Linked DNA regions of Mus musculus: region 1 is linked to region 2. A link is a contact called in public HiChIP or PLAC-seq data. All regions are on one chromosome and are shown on one strand. The core of a region is the stretch at or near the end of the contact, and the rest is flanking DNA. Distances in the headings are between cores, read along the strand shown.

The links. HiChIP or PLAC-seq counts read pairs in DNA pulled down with a chosen protein or histone mark.
Region 1: an H3K27ac HiChIP or PLAC-seq map of regulatory T cells shows a contact between it and region 2, with 17 times the contacts expected there. The contact joins two enhancer-like sites. A contact is called at or near these places in 28 of 39 promoter capture datasets (the 3T3-L1 cell line, 3T3-L1-derived adipocytes, the C10 cell line and 17 more), 2 of 15 datasets of contacts at CTCF or cohesin (CD8 T cells and large pre-B cells), 25 of 484 Hi-C or Micro-C datasets (the 3T3-L1 cell line, 3T3-L1-derived adipocytes, the C10 cell line and 17 more), 30 of 115 datasets of contacts at active chromatin or transcription factors (the HPC-7 cell line, the NIH/3T3 cell line, the SCID.adh cell line and 22 more) and 1 of 9 other capture datasets (bone marrow-derived macrophages).

What each region holds. Positions count from the first base shown.
Region 1 is chr2:167,893,420-167,897,431 of GRCm38.p6, reverse strand. No RefSeq gene overlaps it. Among named protein-coding and RNA genes, the nearest start is that of Gm33033, 18 kb to the right of the region's middle. Within about 2 kb of position 2,246, at least 48 of the 459 cell types and tissues checked have an H3K27ac peak or open chromatin away from gene starts, as enhancers often do. A contact at or near this core is called in CD8 T cells, Th17 cells, bone marrow-derived macrophages and 3 more, where this site is marked.
Region 2 is chr2:167,700,330-167,703,923 of GRCm38.p6, reverse strand. No RefSeq gene overlaps it. Among named protein-coding and RNA genes, the nearest start is that of A530013C23Rik, 11 kb to the right of the region's middle. Within about 2 kb of position 2,238, at least 52 of the 459 cell types and tissues checked have an H3K27ac peak or open chromatin away from gene starts, as enhancers often do. A contact at or near this core is called in CD8 T cells, Th17 cells, bone marrow-derived macrophages and 3 more, where this site is marked.

The sequences.
Region 1 (4,012 bases), core at 997-3,496, 190 kb before region 2:
TAGCTTAGGTACCAGGCTTGCATGGTAAGTGCCTTTATCAATGGGGCCATCTTGCCAGCCCTTCCCCACCTTGTTTTTGGAGGCAGGGTCTCTCGAAGGAGACCGTCCCTTCTGCTAGGCTACCTGGCCCTAGGGGTTCAATTGTCACCACCTGCCCAGGCCTGAGACTACAAGACTGTGCCACCACACCTAGCCTTTACTGGGCTGTAGAAGCTTAACCCATGCTCTTGGGCGTTCATGACAGGCAGCTGACTGCCCGAGCCATCTCCCCTGCTCCTGCCCCCCCAGGCACCACAGAAGAGCATAAAGTTTGGACTCTGGGACACAACACATTCCTCACCCCCTGGAGGAGCCTGTGCCATATGGTTTCAGGATCGCATCTAACCATGACTGCCAACTTCAGGAGGCCCCACTTGGCCGGTCTCTGGCTTGGGCTATGCCGTATGGCTGGATAATGCAATAGACACATGTGGGGCCTTTGCATTATCAACAGTAACAGATTAGAGCCAACAACGCTTATTTTAAAATTTCTTCTCTGGGGTATTGTCATCAGGGTTAGGGTAGACATTAATTAATATTTTGCTGATTATGTAAGAAGCCACATGTGGGGACTCAGATCGCTTTTGGCTGGAGACTCTGACTCCCAGCAGCTCTTGCACCAGACGAGGGTAAGGTTTGTGGATGAAGATGAGGAGGGTGGACTTGATCTTGAGGCCACGAGGGGCCATGCAAGAGGTTATATCAGGAGAGAGCCCTGAACAGCATTTAATGCAAATTAAATACAAGGTGGCAGTCAGGCAGAGTCTATGCTGTGATCTGGACAATGTTTGGGAGATCCCAACATGAACCACAGCAACGGGGAGTAACGATCGTCACACTTAAAACGCTGGTCCCGTTTCTCCACCCATTGCCGTCTTTCCTACGTATGCTGCCATGTCTAGGGCACGTTCTTCTTTTAAAAGCACATATTTTTCCCTTACTTAAATATTTATTTTTGAGACAGGCTCTCAGGTCGGCACTGAATGCTCCAAAAAGTATAATGTGGTGTTGAACTCCTAGTCTCCTGACTACATTGCTCGTGTGTGTGTGTCCACCCCAGCTAACCTAGGGGTTTGTGCATGCTAGCCTGAACAAACCCTCTACCAACCAAGTTATCTCCCTAGCCCCAAGTGAGTTTGGTTTCTAGATTGTGTGTGTGTGTGTGTTGTTGTTGTTGTTGTTGTTGTTGTTGCTCTTGGAGATCAGAGGAGGAAATCCGATGCCCTGGAACTGGAGTTACATATGGTTACATGCTGCCAAGTGGGTCCTGGGAACTGGACTCCAGTCCTTTGGCAGAACCAAAAGTAGTCTTAGATACAGAGTGGTCTCTTCAGCCCAAGAATTTAGCTTTTAAAGGAAATCGCCTCACTCCATTGTGCACAACATCCCAGCTGGGGCTTTGCTGCCACTAAGAGACCCCAGATTCTCAGCAGCTTGTTAGGGGTGCTGGTAGCTGTCCTAGAACTCCTTCCTGGCCCTTCAGCCTCAGCCTCTGAAATGTTGGGGTCACAGAAGAGCACCCACACCCACTGTATGACTGGCTGGTCCTGGGATGGGCCACGTCTGTTTGTGTGTCATCCACCCCTGTTCAGCCGCAGACTCAGGAGCACAACTCCATCAAGCCATTGCTGCTACAGAGAGAAAAGAGTCAGACCCAAGGATGGCTTCCGAAGATCCTGTTCAGAAGTTCAGCTCACCTAGTAAAAATCTCCTGTGCCACGCCATCTACTACATGGTCTGCGATGGGAGCCGGGCTCTTGGCCTGTTGTAGTGTTATGTCTTCATTGGATCAGCCTTGTTCACTTGCAGGGATCTATCCTTATCAGGCCCGGGAACCTCAGACATTCCCTAGGAGAAGTGGGCGGGGGAGCTTCTCAGCCCCTCTTCCCATGCGAGTGTGTGTGAGAGTGAGTGAGTGAGTGAGTGAGTGAGTGAGAGTGAGTGAGTGAGTGAGTGAGTGAGTGAGTGAGTGAGTGAGTGAGTGAGTGAGTGAGTGTGCTGTGGTGTGCGCCCTGAGCTGGGCCCACCCGAAGTTCCCGCGTGAACGAACATCGATCGGGTGGGCATTTGCGGAACGATACTGCGGTCCATGAGCAGTTCCAGGCGCGCCCGCCAGGTGTCGCCCCTTCCCAGCGGTCGGAAGGCGCTGCTGAGCGGGCGGGTACCAGGGAGCCGGTGACGCACTGTTTGAACCAAGCTCATCCAGTCGGTCGGTCTCCCAGGTTAGGTTGCTTCTGAAGCCTTGATGCTCACGAGCCGCCCAGCATTTCTACGCGCCTCGTGTTGTATAGATGGGAAGTGAGGTTGAGGGAGTTGTAGAGCCTCAGGGGTCCCAGCTAGTAAATGGGAGACAGAATTCCACCTCGGACTGAGTCAGACACACGAAGAGTTCTGACACCCAGCAGGAGGCAGTAGGATCCATGTTATTTTAATAGGTACTCCGTCTCAGACAGACACTAGGCAAAAACAAACAAACAAACACCTGGGAGACTTCAAAAGTTTGTTGTTGTTTTTTTTTAGTCACTTAACTCTACTTTGAAAATCATTATTATTTTGATTTAGAAATCTCTAGGAGGTTGAGGCATGAGAATCAAGAGTTGAAGGTCAGCTTGATCTTCATAGAAGACATCCTTGGCTCCAAGGAGGAGGAAGAGGAGAAGGAGGAGGAGGGGGAGGGGGGAGGGGGAGGGGGGAGGAGAGGAGAAGGAGGAAGAGGAGGAAAACTACCCACTCTCAGGTCTTGAGGCAGTGCCTTCCTGACAATGATGTTATTCTTATTTCTCTTTGAAATCTTCATGGGCTGGCAAGATAGCTCAGTAGGTAAAGGTGCTTGCTGCCAACCTGGACAAACTTGATCCCAGGGATACACATGGTAGAAAGAGACTGCTTCTGCAAGCTGACCTTCACAAACATGCTGTGGTGTGAGTGTGCATACATACATACACACAAATAAATAAATAAATAAAAGAATGTCATTTCTTTAAAATTGTTTTTTTCTTCTTCTTCTGGTTTTTCCAGACAAGGTTTCTCTGTGCAACAGCCCTGGCTGTGCTGGAACCTGCCGATTTGTAGACCAGACTGACCTCGAACTCACAGAGATCCTCTTGCCTCTGCCTCCTGAGTGCTGGGATTAAAGGCATGCACCACCATGCCTGGCGTAATCTTTTAATCTTAAAATAAATCAGCTAAGAAATGAACACATATGGGAAAATGTTGTAATAGGAAACTGAGACCAGGGTGGGGGGGTGTTGACTTTGTAGTGCATGGCTCCTACGTGTAGAGTCACAACTCTACCCTAGACTGAGTTAGAGGGCTAGGACTCGGCTGCCTAAAGAGAGTGGGTTGTTCTCTGCGTCTGCTGACTGCCAGACCCGGTACCTCTCCTCCACCTCCCCTCCTGCAAACCCTCGTGGTCACTGTGTCTCAGGGATTGTTGCTGAGAGAGCCAGGAGGTAGGTGCTAGGCACGTGAGCAGATTCCTGTCCTCCCTGTTGCTCCACACCCTGTTCTGAGCAAGTTTGTTTTCTTTTTCCCCCTCTTAACAATGCACCTTGGTGATCCCTCCAGACCAACACCAGGAAAACGTGCTTCACACATTCCACAGTGCGAACATAAACTTGAACCTCGATGGGTGCCTGGCCATAGCTGTTTCTAAGCTTTGTAGCTAATAAACACCACACAATTATCGCCTGTGCGCTCAAGCCACTGCTCTGTTCCCTCTGATGCACTCCTAGAGACTCTGCTGTCCGTCACAGGACACAGGCTTTTGAAACTTCCACAATGATTGTCTAAATGTTTAAGGTTGAACCTACTCAGAGACATTCAGCCCAGATGCCAGGGAGGCCCTGGTTTTTCCTGCCTGGAGCCCGGGCCCACTACAGTCAGGCTCTATCTCCACCTGGCCAGTAGAGGACATAACTGTCCACAAGGTCTAGCCTGGAGCACTCATCATTTTATGTTAGGGCTTGAGTTT
Region 2 (3,594 bases), core at 989-3,488:
CAGGAAGCTGAGGCCTGCCCTGAAGTTTGGACTACAGAGCAGGTCCTAGGCAGACCTGGGCAACTGAGCAAGACACAGTCTCAAAATAAAGAATTAAAAATTGGCTGGTGATGTAGCTCAGTAGCAGAGCATTTGCCTTGTATATACAAGGCCCTAGGTTCAATCCCCCATCCTCCCACAGCCACCACGAACAGTGATTTTTAAGACTGGGATTGGGGAAGAGGGCTCAGTTGGTACCTGACTCCCAACCCTAGAACCCATGTGCAAAAGCTGGGTTTGATGGCTCACACTTGTGAGGAGGGGAAGACAGGTGGGTCCCTGGGGCTCACTGGCCAGCCTGGCCTGCTTGCTGAGTTCCAAGCTGGTAGGAAACCTTGTCTCAAAATCAAGGTGGATGGGGCCTGAGGAAGGGCACCCAAGCTTGACCTGTGGCAACACGAAGAAGAAGAAGAAGAAGAAGAAGAAGAAGAAGAAGAAGAAGAAGAAGAAGAAGAAGAAGAAGAAGAAGAAGAAGAGGAGGAGGAGGAGGAGGAGGAGGAGGAGGAGGAGGAGGAGGAGGAGGAGGAGGAGGAGGAGGAGGAGGAGGAGGAGGAGGAGGAGGAGGAGGAGGAGGAGGAGGAAGAAGAAGAGGAGGAGGGAGGGAGGGGGGAGGGGGAGGGGGAAGGAGGAGGGGAAGGAAGAAGAAGGAAGAAGAAGGAAGAAGAAGGAAGAAGACGAAGAAGAAGGCGACAAGGACGACATGCCAGCCAGGAGTCAAGAGTGACAGCTGCTGCTGTTAGCTTGCACTGGCCCACACTTTCTCTTCTTCTCCTCTTTCTCCTTGTTTTGAATTTTGTTTTTTAATTTAGGTTTATTTATTTGTGTGTGTATGTTTGAGTGTCTCACCATTCACGTGTGGAGGTCAGAGGACACACGTGGGAATTGGTTCTCTCCTTCTGCTGTGTGGGCCCTGGAGAGCAAACTCAGGTGATCAGCTTAGTGACAAGCACCTTTTCCCACTCAGCCATTTTGACAGCGTCGTTCTGTTTTTATTTTTATTTATTTATTTTTTTAAACCGAGATCTCATTCTGGAGCCCAGGCTGGCCACACAAATGAGCTTTCTGCAGGACCTCCTGAGTGCTAGGATCGAGACCTATCCTGGCATGTCCCCAGAAGCCTACCCCAGTCCCCCTTAGATTGCTGAAAACCTTTCCCAAAACCACTGTGGTTGGTAAGAGTCCTCTACGACCCCAGACAGTCAGGAAGGGGCTTTTCTAGAACTTTCCATTTTGTTCTGGCAGGCTGGGATTTGAGAGCCCCCTTCCTACCTACCTTGGCAATTCCAGGATGCAAGCACTGGAGTGAGCCCCACTCTCCTCTGAGTGGAAGGCTTACTGCCCGGTTGAGGCTAAGAGGTTGGGTTCTGGGGCTGGAAACCCAGGCCCAGGGCCCATGTTGCCAAGTTAGATGAAACTGGATTTGTACCCAAGCCTGGAGGCAAGAGATCCCACGCTCTGACCCAGGAAGCAAGGCAAAAGCCACGGGAGGTAGGTGGAGGCCCGGGAGAGATGGATGCCCCACTGGGGCCTGTGCCCCACTGACCCCCCTCCCCACTTGGAGCTGCAGCTCTGGATTGGACCTTCTTTGCCAAGCTGCTTTCGCCATCTCCATCAGGCCCTGGGGAGCCTCCCAGATTGCAGTGGGGCTCTTCCTGCTCGAGAGGCCAGGCCAGTGCAGCAGGAAGGGAGAACATGCCGGTATCCTCAGAGCTGGGTTCAAGTCAGGTCCTGAAACCCACTTGCTGTGTGACCTCCAACAATTTGAACTCTGGGATTGTTTTAGCTTTTCTCCTTCATCTCAGATGCCTAGGACGTCCCTTCCCCCAGAGACACTATTGCCTGCACAGGCTCCTCTGCTCGCTGGCTTGCTGGTTCTCTGGGTTGTTCGCTGGATCTGCCTGCCTGCCTGCCGGCTTGGCTGGCTTGCTTGCTTTCTTTCTTGTCTGTCTGTCTGCCTGCCTGCCTGCCTGCCTGCCTGCCCTCCTGCCTGCCTGCCTCCCTCCCTGACTGCTTGCCTGCCTGCCTCCCTCCCTGCCCTCCTGCCTGCCTCCCTCCCTCCCTGACTGTTTGCTTGCCTGCCTGCCTACCTGCCTCCCATCCACCTCACTCTCCTCTGTTTCAATGTGTTCTTCCCACTATTCGGTTGTGTCACTGACTTCAGGTTTGAGCTGGGTGGCACAGCGTATAAGGAAGTGGGTCAGATGCACCGAGCTCTGTGAACCTTTTGTGGATTTCCTTTTGCTTTTGTTGTTTTCCAAAGTAGTGCCTCATGTGGCTCATGCTGGCTTCAAACTCCCTGTGTAGGGGAAGATGACCTTCAACCTCTCTGACTGTCCTGCTTCCATCTCCCTAAAGCTGAGATGGCAGGCGTGCACCACCGTGATACCATGTTTTTACCCAGGGAATGAAACCCAGGGCCTCTTGACATTAGGCAAATGCTCTACCAATCGAGCCTGGCCCATTGTATACAGTTCTATAAGTGGGTTTGGATGTATCTAAAGGACCACCTTCCCATAAGATCCAGACACCTCTTAGCTGTTCAGGGGGCTTCCTGATGCCCCTACCGAGGCAGTAACTCTCCTGCCCACAGAGCAAACTGCCAGGGTGACTGGGACCTCCCTTCAGTTTTGGAGTGGAAGACTTAGCACACAGAGTGGCCCTTTGTGTCTAGCATCCTCGCACAGTGAACACCTCCAAGATTCACCAGCCAGGTGCTCAGATCTGCAGCTCATCTGTGGTTTTGCTGTCCTCGGGACTATTCCTCGGCTTTGGTTTGAGACTGTGAGGGCTGTAACTGCTGTGGGCCCACAAGCCTTTTGCAAGTGTTTTCTTTCTCTTGGGTGCATTGGAGGTCAGAGTTTCTCTTCGTATCCTGCAGAGAAATGGGAAGACTCTCGTGTGAGGCTCCAGGCTGTCTCCCTAGGCTGCTCTTCCCACAGCTTCCCTGCACTTTGGCCCTCTTTTCTTGTGATTTTTTTTTTAATTTTTGTGACAGTCTCAAATCATTGTGCAGCCTACGATGGCCTGAACCAAGACACCCCCCTAAGAGCCAGTAATCTGGGCACATGCTGCCCGAGCCAGCTTAGCATTACCCTTCCATCTGCATTTGAGAATGAGTTGTAAACATGACATCACCCCCATCCAGTATCTCCTGACTTTCATCTCATGCACATGTGTGTACACACCAGCATATACACATTCACATGTGTGCAATCACACACAGTACTAAAACTGAGTTCAAGTCAACATCACAATTGTTCCCCTGTGGGTCTTCTGACATTTGTCTGGTCCAGAGTGACATAAGTCCCTTTCATTGTGTTTGGGGTCTAACTGTCTAAAGTACTTCCTTCCCGGCATTGCCTCAATTTTCATGACCTCCAGATGACTGAGGGTCCCAGCCAGCTGTTCTGTAGGGCATTCCTTGGTTTGAATTCACCCCACATTCTCGGGGGGGGGGGAAGCTAGAGCTGGCTCTCTGCTCCTGCACAGGGACAACAGGAGTGACACTGGGTTCCTGGGTGTCGTGTAAAGACACCTGCAATTTGTCTCCTGGCT